3 separate regions of the Gossypium hirsutum genome follow, and all the other regions are linked to region 1. A link is a contact called in public Hi-C data. All regions are on one chromosome and are shown on one strand. Each heading gives the region's core, a stretch centred on a gene start, on an enhancer-like site or on the middle of the called end of the contact. The rest is flanking DNA. Distances are from core to core; before and after follow the strand shown. Region 1 holds the start of LOC107961678 (protein WVD2-like 6). Region 2 has its middle 13 kb from the start of LOC121231489. Region 3 holds the start of LOC107962894 (ethylene-responsive transcription factor SHINE 2).

Region 1 (4,947 bases), core at 993-3,492:
AGAACTTATAAGTTGAGAGGAGTGTAACATACCATAATGGCAACACTAGCAAAGGAAGTTTAAGTTAATTACAAACAAGAAAAGACACAAGATCAAAGAAAATCAAATTGGAAATGTCATTCATACCAATCTTTTGTTTCTAGCCATATACACCCATCAAGAATAAAACACTATAGGAAGGTAAAAGATTTTGATTAAATTGTTGCATTCTCTTCTCTTCCCATCTCGAAAAAAACCAGTTGAGGAGATATATAACCAGTCATAACTGCCATATTTGTAGTGCCAAAAAACTATTAGACATGCACCACTTTAATCAACTGTTGATAGCAGTATCCTAAATTTATCATTGTGGATAATTAATTCCAATAAACTTTGGTGACAATGCTAGAGGTCCCAAAAAAAATTCCTTCCACATTGGTGATGCATAGAAACAATCTCCAAATGACCTCACCTCCTTCATAAATTCCCCAAAACGGAAACTAAAGTACCAACTAAGAAAAATAGACATTAAAGTTACAACTAAATAATACCACCATGGCTTTCAAAAAAAGCAAAATGGATCACAGCTTTTAGTAAAAGCTGAGTAATCTATTAATAACAGAGCAACGCATTGATATCGTTACTTCTTTAAGAGAGAGAAGAACAAACATTATTTATAACTAGCAATCCTATTATACTCATATGGATGTGTAAATCATATTTTAAAACACAAATGTGTGTTTAAAATAATATTCAATAAATAATGAAACTTATGGTAAATTTAAGGTAATAAAATGTGCATATTAAAATAAAAACGTATAAAACACATGAAAATGAAATTTTAGTTGAGTGGTAAATTTAAAGTTTTATCCTATTATAAACGTATTTTTATTAGTTTTTGTTAAAAAAAAGACTAAAGTACCTTGAAATAATATAACTTATTTTAATTACGGAAGAACATTTCCATAATTTATTTTAACCGAGTTGTTGTCCACATAATTCGCGATACCAACTTAGTCAGAGACTTAATTAATAGTATAGATACACAAATTTCGTAGCAAACATTTTATGTTAAAATTTATTTTTTAAAAGTTTACTAAAAAATTATTAATGAAATAGTGATAAAGAATTTATTTATAAATCTATTAAACATAGGTTCAATTCCTAGACACGTTAATTTTAGTTCTTTTATTTAAAAATATCTAAAAGTATGAAAAGACAAAAAGATTATCAAAATAATAATAACAGTCATTCACTAAAAAGGTATATTAGTCTTTTCATACCTGAGTTAGTACCAGATTAACTTGTGATACCAACTCAGTTATAGGTTTTATTAATAGTAAGTAAAGATATATACAACTCATGAATGTAATAAATTGTACATATTAAAATAAAAATGTATATTATTGATTAAAATGAAATTTTGGTTGAATAGTGAATTTAAAATTTTACTAAATCAATTGATGTGGGTTTAAATCCCATCATAAGTATATTTTTATTTTTATTTGTTAAAAAAATAAAAGGACTAAATAGCTCTCAAATAATATAATATATTTTAATTACGAAAATATATTTTTATAATTTCCTTAATTAAGTTGGTGTCCAATTAACTCGTGACACCTATTTGATCATAGGCTTTATTAATAGTAGAAAAATACTTTGCTTAGTTAAAAAAATGAAAATAAGAGAATTAAAAACAAAAGAAAAAATTACACCGCTAGTCATTCTAAATATAGATTGTTCCTATTTTAGTTATTCACAAATTTTTTTTGATAATTTTTTTTTATAGAAGAAGAAGACCATCAGTGGCCTTAAGGCCTATTAGTCCATACATACGAATTCCCAATTTTATCAACTAATAACATCTTCTTAACATTATTCATAGATAAGTCAAATATGACTAACTCTAAAGCATTCTCAAGATAAGTTTTTATTATACAATTAGCTACTCTACCATTAAATGGTAATAGAAGATTAATAATGTGTTTATAAAAAAAACCAAAATAAATATCATCCTTATTTAAAATGAGTGATGGGTGATTTAGTCTAATTTTAGGGTAATTAAAGTGAAATTATGGTTAATGTATTTTAAGTTACACTTTACTTTAAACAAAATAAAACCTCCAACGAGAAAAGTTAGGAAAAAAGTTAGAAAAATTAAAAAAAGAAAGTAAAAAAATTTGTTTTTAGTAGCGAGAATGAGATAGAATGAAATCAGTGTTAGTTGATTAACCATATGTAAACTCTCTGAAATTCCGGTAAAAAGAAAAAAAAAAAAGTAAGGTACAAAAACTGTATTTTAATTAAGAAAACCGTATTTTCGTAACCGTATTTTATTGGGACAGTACATCAAATCATTTTCTCTGTGAAAGAGTGTGGCCTTGGAAATTGATTTGAAATCCGCTACTATAAAAGACCTTACAGCCTTCAAAGAAAAATAGAACCCAAAAAAAAAAAACAAAAAAAAAATCATATTCCCAAATTATTTTATTTTATTTTATTTTTTTTAAGATCCTTACTGTTGGAGTACCCTAGAGGCTTTAATCTACACTGTTTAATTTATTATCTTTCAGATCCTTTCGATTTTCCTTTACTTAAATTCTCTTCATTCACGGATTCATGAAGTTTTGATTTGTCGCACGCTTTACGAGGTAAGGAAGTAAATTAGTTCAAAACTGCTTTTTTTTTTCAGAAAATAAATTGTTGCTTGTCTGTTTCCTGAGAAAGAGTGAGATTTTCATGTTTGATTTTAGGTAAGAGTAGATCAATGTGAAGAGAAATGCATTAAGCTGTTTAGTTGATGTTGAAGATCTCTGTTCTCATTGCAGATTTGCTCTACTTAAAAATCTATTACTCGTTTTTTTCACTACTTTGGTTAGTGTTTATTGTTTGTTTGTTTCCTGAGAAAGAGTGAGAATTTCATGTTTGATTTTAGGTAATAGTAGATCAATGTGAAGAGAAATGCGTTAAGCTGTTTAGTTGATGTTGAAGATCTCTGTTCTCGTTGCAGATGTGCTCTACTTAAAACTTCTAGTCTAACTCGTTTCTTTTTTCTTTTCACTAAGTTGGTTAGTGTTTATTGTTTGTTTGTTTCCAGAGAAAGAGTGAGGATTTCATGTTTGATTTTAGGAAAGAGTAGATCAATGTGAAGAGAAATGCATTAAGCTGTTTAGTTGGTGTTGAAGATCTCTGTTGTAATTGCAGATTTGCTCTACTTAAATCTTCTATTGTTACTTAACTTTTTCACTAATTTGGTTCCGCCTTTTTTCTACTGAGCTACTTCTGATGTTTACTGCTAGATTTTTGTTGATTTGTGGTGTGCAAGTATAAGATCTAATTTACTGCTTCTTGAAGCAACAATGAATATTATAGATGTGATTAATATTTCTGGAAATCCAAAATTGATCTCTTTTTGAGGTTGTAAGAGATGAACGTTGATAGCCATTGGAAATTAGTATATATAGTTTATTCTTGTTGTGAAGGTTTGAGGAATTTAAATTTGTTAAAGTGTTAATTCCCTTTCATTGTTTTCTAATTGCGCTTATACTAGTTTGTTTTGTTCGTTTTACAGAGTATGATGGATTCTGAAGATGTCTTGCCTGTTGAGGGGCTTGAGGTTGCCCTTCAAAATGGTGTTAATAGGAAACTTCAGGTGTCTGAGGACGACGATGGTTTTTCAGATAATGTGACTGGGAATGTTGAGAAAACTTTGGAGACTTGTTTGCAGAATGAAATGGATGATAATGGAATAACTAAGGAAGATAGAGAAGGAATGAGTGGCTTCGTGGATAGCAATGGATTGATTGATTCTAAGGTAGTAGGTCTTACATTCTGTTTGGGTGTTTTTATTTAGTGTTTATATTTGACGCATTGAAAATGTGTCAACTACCAATAAGCTGATGATGACACTTTATTAAAAATGAAGTTAAGTAGATTTATTTTAAAATTTTGTGGTGATGTGGTATCATCTGGTTTATTCACAAAGTTATACACGGTTAGTGCATCAAATATATATCCTTTTTATTAATTACCATTAGTCTGATTTTCATTTTTTATGAGTGTGTCTGTCTTCATAGGAAGGGGAAGTTAAAGATAATGTGAAGCAATCCAAATCTCAGAAGGTTCAAGGGAAGACCAAGAATGAGAAGCCCTCAGGTCCCAGAAATGTTTCTTCAGCTCTAGTGAAGAAAAGTAAAGATGGAAAAAGTGCAGAGGCGACTTTGACAGCTTCAAAGGGTGGTTCTCTAGCTACAAATTCACGTCCAAAACAACCTCTTCAAAGTAGTAGATCATTTAATGAAAAACATGGCAATGCATCCAAGGTTGGAGTTGATAGTATTATTATTATTATTATTATTATTTAAATTTTGTAAGTATTACCGCCTTCTGATAATTGTTTTCCCTCTCTGCTTCTGACAGCATTCTGAGAAATCTGGTGCAGCCTTCACTAAAGGCACTATGTATGTACTACTTATGCTTATGTTTGAATTTCTTCTCTTTCATCATGCTGCCTTCTGCCCATGTTATTGATGTTATTAACCAACTTAGAGGGGAAACTCCTATGTTCACATTTCATCTATTCATTTTCCCTTGAAATTACTTTATGTTCCAGATGATGTGGGATACTTTCTCCTTCCATATCTCAGCTGTTCTATTGTTTATTACAGGGAGAAACCCAAGCTGAAGCCTCTGAAGAAAGGACCTATTCATAAAACTGAAGTAGACACAGAATTGTCGTATCCTTTGCAGTTTGGACTTTTCATTATTACCTCCTGTCTGGGACTATGGGTTGAAATGGTTTGCTATTTGAGCTTCCTTCTCACTCTTGTCCAGAAGTTTCTGTTTTTAACTGATATATATCTGTTTTCCTTAATTGCTTCATGGAAGCCCCATGGCAGCCGATGCCAAACCTCTTAGGGTTGGTACCCTTCCAAATTATGGTTTCAGTTTCAAGTGTGATGAACGGGC
Region 2 (4,713 bases), core at 2,115-4,614, 310 kb after region 1:
CTCCTACTAGAGGCATTCGTGTTGATAACGGGTATAATCGCCTTGCTTCTTGCATTTCTAGCTACCTATGGCGTTCCTTTTTCTACCCCTCCAATAGACTTATGCATGAGTTAGGTAGCCTACTCGACTTAACTTAAGCTATGCTTGGACAAATATTGTTTACACCTCGAGTCAGGCCAACCCAAATTCAATTTGAATAAAAAATATTTTTAATTTAAATTTAATTATAAATATATAATATTAATTTAAAATATATTTAATATTTTTATTAATTTTTGAATAGTACATCGTGTTTTTTTGGGTGAATTGAGCCGAACCTAAAACAGGTTGAGTTTGATTTTTTTGGATCCAGGCTTCGACTTAGCCCGACCAATGAACACATTTACTCCTCGATGATGGTGACCTTGAGTTCGGCAAGGGGCTAGGGTTTCTTCACAATGTATGATATTAGGCTTGGGTATTTTTGGGCCCTTTGTTTTTTTTTTTTTTAATTTGTATCTTGTTTTGAGCCTTTTAGGTTTAGTTGTACATGATCCATTTTTTAATGAATGCTAAATATTGAAATAAATCATTATTTGAGGCTTGAGTTTGGTAACAACTCTCACATTAGGGCTTGAACATTTTTTAGTCCAAGTTAATTCTTAAACTTGATAATTGTTATTTTATTGGGGCTCAAAATGGGCAATTGCTCCCACATTTAGGCTGAAAGCTATTTTTTTTATCAAAGTTAATCATTGAACTTGACAATTATTCCTATATTGGGGCTTGAACTTGGCAATTTGTTCCTATGTTAGGGCCTAAACTTTAAGGTTTTCAAGGAAATATTAACTTGGAACAAAAAAAGTTTAGGTCCTAATGTGAGAACAGTTTCCAAATTTAAGGACTAGTTTGGATAAAAAGAAATTCAAGCTCTAATATCGAAATAATTACCAAATTTAAACCCGAAAAAAAATAAACCCGAAAATAAAAATGTGTGATAATCAAGCGTGAGGACTTGAAGCATAGTGACATAAGTAATCATTTTATCAAAGCAAATGTTTTATTTTTTTAAAAAAAAAAGAAACTATTTTATCACAAAATGATCAAGAGAAATCCGGTCACATATGACCGAAGAAAAAGAGCCACACACTTCCAATAAAAAGAAGCCTAATACAACTTTGCATGGAAGGTCCCAATCGAACTAGATGAAAATATCTTAAATGGTCTAGCTAATAAGATCTTTCTATTGTTGACAAAGGTTAAATATTGATATTAAGTATTCATGTTTAAATCTCATCATATGTGATTATTATATATTAACTTCTAATTCTAACTTATATAGTTGGAAGGTGTATATTTGATCCAAATTATTTTAATTATTTTCTATCTGTGTTATAATGTTTTCTTTCTACTTTAAAATTGTTTGAACATGTATTTATAATTATATTATAAATATGATCACTCTATATTTATATAAAATAAAAGCCACATATGACAAAACCAACAAGGCCACAAGTAACCTACAAAACATGACAAAGATCAAGATACACAAAAATGAAACTAATAAAACCCAATCCACAGTCTTTATCTCAAAGAAAAAGCAAGGAAGAAGCAGCTCTCATCTGAGGTCGGCTGATGATGGTGGTAACTGAAAACGCTTTCATGACAGTCAATAAATTTTACACATCCATATCCAAATTTTATTTATAGCTCATCACATGCCTAGCATCTTCTTCGCTTAAACATAACCTGGTGAGCTCTAGCATGGTCGAATTAGGATCGGGTTACTCTTTTTTTTTTTTTGTCTCTCCTTGATCCCAAAGAAAAAATTCATGATCCGGCCTGACTTGCCAAGTTATAAAGTGAAAACATAATTCGAAATTATTAATATTTTTGAATATTCACAAATTCTCAAAGTTTTGTTACTTTTAAATATATTTCTACGAATTTAAATTTCCAATAACACATATAAAAAAGTTATATCAATTGAAGATTCATGGATACCTAAAATAAATATTGATGCAACTTAATGGTGGGGTGATCATGACCAAAAAAGAAAAAGTCACATAATACCAAGATTGGGTAAAACATCAGTTTCATGTTTAAGGGTTTGTTGACGATGTAAGTAATGCGATGGTTGTTAAATTATGGTTTCATCAAAGCTCTGCTTCGTGGAATCAGCATTTTCAAATGCTCGAAAATGGTACCAATCGGAGTTATTTAGAAGTAGAAAAAGAGGGTTGTTAAATTATGGATTGAGTTTTAATATAATTGACACAGACGATTATAATTGTAATAGTCAATAAATTTATTTTTCTTTCAAATTAAATATTTAAAAAGATTATAAATAGAAATAAGACTTATGTACAGAACAACCTAAAAATAAAGAGAAGTTAAACAGGTTTTTGACACACAATTCCAAAATTTTCACTTAAAACTTCGAAAAATCATCATCTATCGGAAAGCTAGTCAAATTGTAATTTTGACTCCTCAATTATATTCAAATTATTTTAATTTGATATAATAACTATAATAAATAAAAATAAAACTTAAATTTAAAGTCTTGAAAATCATAATGTCTCAATCTTACTATTGAGTCAGGAGTTTATTGGCAATTAAACCAAATAATTAACACTCTTAAGTATTAAGATAGAAATTTTGAGATGATTTTTTTCCCTTAAAATATGATTTTAAAGTAACTAATTAGATAATAGTATTAATTATTTAAAGTAATTAATGATATTATAAAAATATATATAACAATTAAATTCCAAATTTAAATATAATAAAAAATCTAAATTATAATTAGATTGAAAAACTGCATACTTACCTTTAATGATAAAAAGTTATGTATTTGATACATTGACGTAAACAATATTAAAAAAAATACGTGCCTATTTTCTAAATATATATATATCAATAATTTATTATATCTCTAAGGGTGAAGTCATAAATTTTTGTTAGGAAAGACTAAAATTAAATTATACTTTTTACGATAATAAAAATATAATTTTTAAAGGATTAAATTAAAAATTTATTATTTTTAAAGAAATCAAAAAATAATTTTATATTTATTAATTTAAAATTTTAAAGGTTCAATTTCCATTATAGGAAGAGACTATTCAATTTCCATTATAGGAAGAGACTGACCCCCTACCAACCACCCTAAAAATTCATCCTGTATATCTGTATAGAATACCTATCCATCCTTTAACCAAAAGAAATATTGGGCGAATGAATGGCAATGGGAATATTGGTGTGATAATTTTCATTTTATTCATTGTGTGATAAAATAAATATAATAAATAAATGTCTTGTCTTATATGAGTGTGAAAAGGCAACTAATATTCATCCAAATTAAACATAGATGTTGAAATAATCCAAGACCCAAAAGACACCGAGTCTCTCACGAAGTTATTGCAAAGCTTTCGGTAACAGTGTAGACTGAGCCAAAGTAATCAACCACCACGTTACTTTCGCCATAAATCTGTTGTTCCTAAGAGCTGACAAGCGGCAGCTAATCCTATAATCAACCCCCACTAATAATTAAAGATGCACCCTTTTTATCTAAATTTCCGAATTTTCATTCCAATTAATTCTAAATTTATTTCAATTCGATTTAATCATAAAAATTAATAATCATAGAATGTATCATTATGTTTTAGGTTTAGTTATACGTTCTAAAAATTTCAAAGGGTTCAATCAAAACTTTTAGAAAATTTAAAGATTTAATTAGAATTTTCAAAAAAAATTAGGATTATTAATAAGATTTTTAAAAAATATTAAAAGGATCAATGAGTATTTCGAAAATTTTAGAGAGTTTAATTGAAATCTTTAATACTTTTTAAAGGCTCAATTAGATTTTTTTTTTGAAATTAGGACTTAATTAAAATTTTAAAAATATAATTAACTTTTTCCAAAGTTTTGGGGGTGGGAGGGACCAAAGCCCCTTCTGCCTCTAAGGAGATTTCCTAAAAGTTAATAATCTAAAACAATTTAATCGAAACTCGGACAAATAAGTTAAAATTATTTGAATATAATGTGATTAATTAGAACTCAAAATACATTGAAATTATAATAATTCAACATTTAAATTTAAATGATCCAAAACATTTTGATTTACACAAAGTAGAAATGATTCTAAAATTTTAAAAATTAAAATTGAGGGAATTGAAAATCAATCCAATCTATTTACCCATGGCTATGGTAGATTTAAGATAAAATAAACCAACCCTTTAAATTAAAGCAAAACCCAATTCAAAGTCTTGGGAGAAAAATAAATGGTTTTTGCTACTTTTTACTACTTTGCTGTCATAATCTACAATAACTGAATAACTTTTTCTTGCTATTAAAAGTTGCAAAATTATGAAAGAATTAATTTATGAAAATTGCGAGTTTTTATATTTTTTATTATCCGTTTGTCTTATTATTTGACCAATATATCTTAATTATTTATTTAATTTTTTTTTTTAGTTTTAAGCAGCAAATCTCGAAAATATAACTGAAAATAAGATTATTTCAGGTAAGGATAATTTTAAAGAATGCTAGTTTTGGGTTATTTAAAATCTAAGTAAGGATTATTTTGAAGACCTTTTAACATGATTAAGTTTTCTTATTAAAGATATTTGTTTCCTTTAGAAGATTACAACAAGAAGATCTAGATAAGTTTATTCCATATTGAAGGCTATATTAAAGATTATCTTTAAGAAGATAACAATTTATCTTGATTGTAGT
Region 3 (4,999 bases), core at 2,135-4,634, 430 kb after region 1:
CAATCTGTCCATCCTTTAGCCCGGTATAACCTTAATGGTTTGCATTAACTAATGAAATAGAAAAGGTGAAATGACAAACTAGAGAAATAGATCTCATGTGTCACTATTCGTAGTGAATACATTTTCTCGCTAGAAACAAGAGATGGCTTGAGAATTAATTAATTTCTTCGAATTATTATTTAATCAATTGGTGATTGAATAATTGAGGTTCGAAGAGGAAATTAAATTAATTAAGTCATCATAGTTTCATGACAATTAGTTAATTAAATTAACTTGGTTGTAGATTTTAACACGATAAATTCATCATGATTTTACAAAATTAGAATTATGATTGAGGAAATAACTTAAATAAATAAATAAGATTTTGGGCAAAGGAAATATATCAATTGAGATTGGATAAATTATATCAATTGGTTTAAAGACCTAATAACACATATATTTGACCTAGTACATCACAGGGCCCGATAGACTCGGTTTAATAAGAGTGGTGGCAAACCGTAGTCCCAAAAAGGGATTGTCATCGCCCCTAGCTTGTATTCTCCTGGTAAGAGTTGTGTTTCCTATTAAAATATTATTATTGGGCTATTTCTTGTTCTGCCAACACTCTTGTTATTTTCTCTATAAATGAAGAATAATCACTAGGTCAATGACACACCTCTAATACATCAATATTTTGTCAAAATATAGAAAAATTATTTTCAAATAAATTCTATCTTTTGACAGAATTCATTTTTCAGTTTCTAGTCATCAAAGTTTCACTAAAGTTTTTATCAATTTGCTAATAGAGCCCATACTTTGGCAACCTAAGGTCGGGGATAGTGGAAAAGATCGAGTGGTTGAAAGCTATGAATGATTTAGTCTACCTCATCCAAAAACACAGGTATAATCTAGTTAACAAGTTTATCGCTATGAACATTACAATTGGTCAGTTATAAGAAAATTTTCAAAATTCCACTGTACATTATTGCACTATTTTCAAACTAATTTTTTCAACAAGAGAAGATATTAGTCGATGTCTAACCTATTTCTACTCAAATCAAAGGCAAAGCAAACTTTACCCCAAAAGAGAGGCAAGACAAAAACTAGCATTTCCTTGATACTAATTTACCAATCATACTTGCAGAGATTTTAAAAGCTAAGCTAATTCGATAAACTAAGATAAAATGACCTGAAAATTTCAATCGAGTAAATGAACCAAATTATCACAAGGTATCATCTTTTGATTAGCCACTCTATTGAGAAGTGTTTTTTTTTCAAAAGACAAATCACATGCCTCTATAAATAAGGAAAAAGTGAGTTTGAAAAAGAAGCCACGTCATCAAACTTGACACTAATCATCATGGTCTTTCAATCCAATATGTTGGATAAAACTATAAATTTCAACTCATTTTGATCCTATTATATTGGTTTTAAGCACAAAAATAATGGATCTTCGAAGGAATAGAGGCAACTGTCTTCTTCAAAGATATCAGAATCAAAATAGGTGGACTTCATTTATATGTTAAAGAGGTCAACAAAAAACATCACTCATATGCTTGAGCTTAAAAGGTTATATTGTGCTCTTAAACACAAGAAAATAAAATGATATTACTCCTAAGCACAAATTTAAACTATTCATCTAAAAAAAAAGTGATGCTCTTAAGCAAAAGTTTAAATCATGCATCCAAAAAGAGATGATGATGATGATGATGCCCTTATGCATGAGTTTAAACTATTCATCTAAATTCTAAAAATATGATGCTCCTAAATATTATCTTAAATTGTTCATCTAATAAATAATATTCCTAAGCATAAGTTTAAACGATTGTATCACTTTTAAGCATGAGATTAAATTGTACATCTAAAAAAATGAACTATCTCATGACTTGACCTTTAAAAAATGATTATACACATGCAATTTAGTTTTATTGCGTGTTCATTCCAAATGAAAAGAAAAGTTGTTGATGGCAAAAAAATATTAAAAGATGAAAATTTTCGATATTAAAAGCAAACTAAGTTTTAAGGCTTGTCTATGTTCTATACTCAACACAAACCATTTGTGTGACTAAGTCCTGAAAGGCAATTTGTAGGTTTGAGAAAATTTTGGATGAATCAAAATTATTTATTATTTATCTTTAATTAAATTAAATTAATTAAAAAAAAGATAAACTAAGAAATTAAATCCTTTTAGAAAACTTTTATAAACATATCATATTCTTTAAGGATTATTTTATATATATTTAATTTAAACAAATATGAGATAAATAATAAATTAAAAAAAGGTTTAATCCTTGTATATCACCCAAATTAATAAGTTATAGTCTATATGAATTCTCTTTTACTTAATTGATTGGCATTATAAAAGGAGATAACTTACAAATCATTCAACACAACTTCATAATTTTGAAAGTTTAAAAATCAAAACTTTAAGAGAAGATTTTGAACACTAGAGACTTTCTCCAAATCTCTGAAAAAATTGAGAACTCAAAAATTTTGAAGAATGTCGCATCAATTCTAGAAAAAGCTACTTCCAATCTTGTTCAACTTTACAAAGAAGTTTAAATTCGTTCTTCAAAATCAAGTCTAGAAAGCTTTTAAGTGGAATTCTCTATCCAAAATCAAGTTTTAAAGAACCTTGAGCAAATCTCTCCCTAATTTGATTGCACCAACATAAAGGAGATAAAAATCATTCTTCGGAATCAAGTCTTGGGAACTTTTGAAGTGAACCTCGTTGACTTAAGATCAAGTTTCAAAGACTCTTAGATCAATTCTCAAACAAACAACTATCCAAACTTGTTTTCAAAATCAAGTTTAAACAACCTTTAGATCGAAGCTTCATTAAACAGAAGAATAAAATGATTTCTTTGTGTTCAAGAAACTTCCAAAAATTTTAACTCAAATTTTATAAATAAAATTATTTTATTTGTTCTTAGTTTTTTAAGTCTTAATTTTTTTACTCCAATTTGTGTGTAAAAATTGTTAATTTTTTTATAATATAAATTTCAAATTAATACTTGGCTATTAGATACAAAATTGTTTAGGGTAGTGTTTGGGAATTTAATTTTAAAATTACAATTTGGATTTAAAAAATAATGTAAATTAAGAAATAAAATATTTAAAATGTAAGATCCATAATAATTTCTCAAACTTATTAGATTCCTAGTTAGTAGTAATTTTGAATTCCTAATATTTTTAGATTTAATATATTCATATTTTTATACTTGTGGATAACATATGCATTGTATTCTTATCATGAATTTTCAAATCTATGTTTCATAGAGGTAGTATTATTTTATCACCGGTTTTTTTTTTCTTTTTTCTTTTGAAATCCAATTAATTTGATTACCTAGCTAGTGAACATTATTAGTACTTACTAGTATAATGAAGAAGATAGTCAAAATGTTATCTAGCTGTTTTTTCTTTCTTTTTCTGTTTTGGAACCTAGCTCTTTCCTGGTGTGTAGGTGGAAATCTTTATTGCAGCAAAGTAGTATACTAATTACCTCGAGACTTTTCCATTAAATACATCTAGACAGCTCACAGCCTCATATATAATTTTTTTCACATTTCCCCCCTCTTAAAAACTGCAACCTCATCACCTTCCATATTTATGATATCTCTGCACTCAAGTCTTTCTCTCCATCACAAGACATGGTACAATCAAAGAAATTCAGAGGTGTTCGGCAGCGTCAGTGGGGCTCTTGGGTTTCCGAAATTCGCCACCCTTTGCTGTAATTACCACACCCACCCACTCACATTATCACCCCATTAATTGCCATAAATATATATGTATATGCTTGTCTGGTTTTATGCTGTGAATTTGATGGTGTTTTTATATTTGCAGGAAGAGAAGGGTATGGCTAGGGACATTCGAGACAGCTGAGGCTGCTGCAAGGGCATATGACCAAGCTGCTATTTTGATGAACGGCCAAAATGCAAAGACCAATTTCCCCAAGGCTGCTCACCCTGGTGAACAAAATGCTCGTGGTGGTGGTGGTGGCGGTGATGATGATGATGATGATGATCGGTCTCCATTGCCCCCTAAGGCCTTGGCCGAGCTTTTGAATGCTAAGCTGAGGAAGTGTTGCAAAGACCAATCTCCTTCTTTGACTTGCCTCAGGCTCGATACCGATAATGCTCATATAGGTGTGTGGCAAAAGCGTGCAGGGAATCGATCGAGTTCCAATTGGGTCATGAGGGTTGAGCTTGGGAATAAGAAGGTTGATACCCCGGCGTCCGGAGACAGAAGGACACTGTCGCCGGGGTCGTCAACTACGGCGGATGAGATCGAAGCCGGGAACCTAATGGGGGAAGAAGATAGGATTGCACTGCAGATGATAGAAGAATTACTCAATTGGAATTGTCCCGTGACTTCTTCAACTTCTCTAATTGGAGTTTAAGTGTGTTATAGCTACTTAAAAACATATATGATATTGTGAACAGCGCAGTGGTGAAGTCCCATTGCTAGATATAAAAAAAGAATTTCTACTCAAAAGTCCTTTTAGCATTTTACCCTTTCAAGGTCATAAGTCATTGTTCTACCATCCCCGCATGTAAAACTGGTTGTGAAATTTTACAATATGAAAGCAAATGTAGATCACCACCTACATAACTGTTTAACCTTCGAATTTAATCCAAGCTTTAATGTCTGTTTATCTGTCATAGATTCTACAACCTTAAAAACTGGTCTACTTGCTCCAGTAACTTAGAATTAGCCGTCTTTTTACTGTCTGCTTTTAGTCCATCTATTGTAATCTATCACCTCTCAACATTGTATATTAAACTTTTAATTGGTATATAATTAAAAGGGCACTCTTATCTTTTGTTTTTTTTTCTTTGGTGTATATGAAATCTATAAAATATCTATGAGATGTTTAAAATCTCAATTTTATTATTTCAATCAAACCTTTCATTTAATTTTTACATCAAGTTCTCCCTTTTTCCCCATATATTTGTTGCTAACAAGTGTCTGCCATATACATTAAACAACAAGGTCCCTCAAGTCCAATCCAAACTTGCTT

Evidence for each region. A called contact is a pair of places that touch in the nucleus more often than the background predicts.
Region 2: a contact with region 1 is called in a Hi-C map of leaf, with 1.5 times the contacts expected there. The contact joins the enhancer-like site here to the promoter of LOC107961678 in region 1. A contact is called at or near these places in 4 of 34 Hi-C or Micro-C datasets (hypocotyl and leaf).
Region 3: a contact with region 1 is called in a Hi-C map of leaf, with 2.1 times the contacts expected there. The contact joins the promoter of LOC107962894 here to the promoter of LOC107961678 in region 1. A contact is called at or near these places in 2 of 34 Hi-C or Micro-C datasets (leaf and petal).

Annotation. Positions count from the first base shown.
Region 1 is chrA06:37,580,570-37,585,516 of Gossypium_hirsutum_v2.1, reverse strand. It overlaps LOC107961678 (protein WVD2-like 6), which reads left to right and starts at 2,242. Exons shown (of 9, transcript XM_016897756.2): 1 at 2,242-2,630; 2 at 3,551-3,793; 3 at 4,056-4,301; 4 at 4,399-4,439; 5 at 4,647-4,715; 6 at 4,867-4,947. The coding sequence starts at 3,554.
Region 2 is chrA06:37,269,297-37,274,009 of Gossypium_hirsutum_v2.1, reverse strand. No RefSeq gene overlaps it. Among protein-coding and RNA genes, the nearest start is that of LOC121231489, 13 kb to the left of the region's middle. Within about 2 kb of position 3,364, at least 1 of the 9 cell types and tissues checked has an H3K27ac peak or open chromatin away from gene starts, as enhancers often do. A contact at or near this core is called in leaf, where this site is marked.
Region 3 is chrA06:37,147,585-37,152,583 of Gossypium_hirsutum_v2.1, reverse strand. It overlaps LOC107962894 (ethylene-responsive transcription factor SHINE 2), which reads left to right and starts at 3,384. Exons shown (of 2, transcript XM_016899444.2): 1 at 3,384-3,709; 2 at 3,823-4,801. The coding sequence starts at 3,630. The coding sequence ends at 4,378.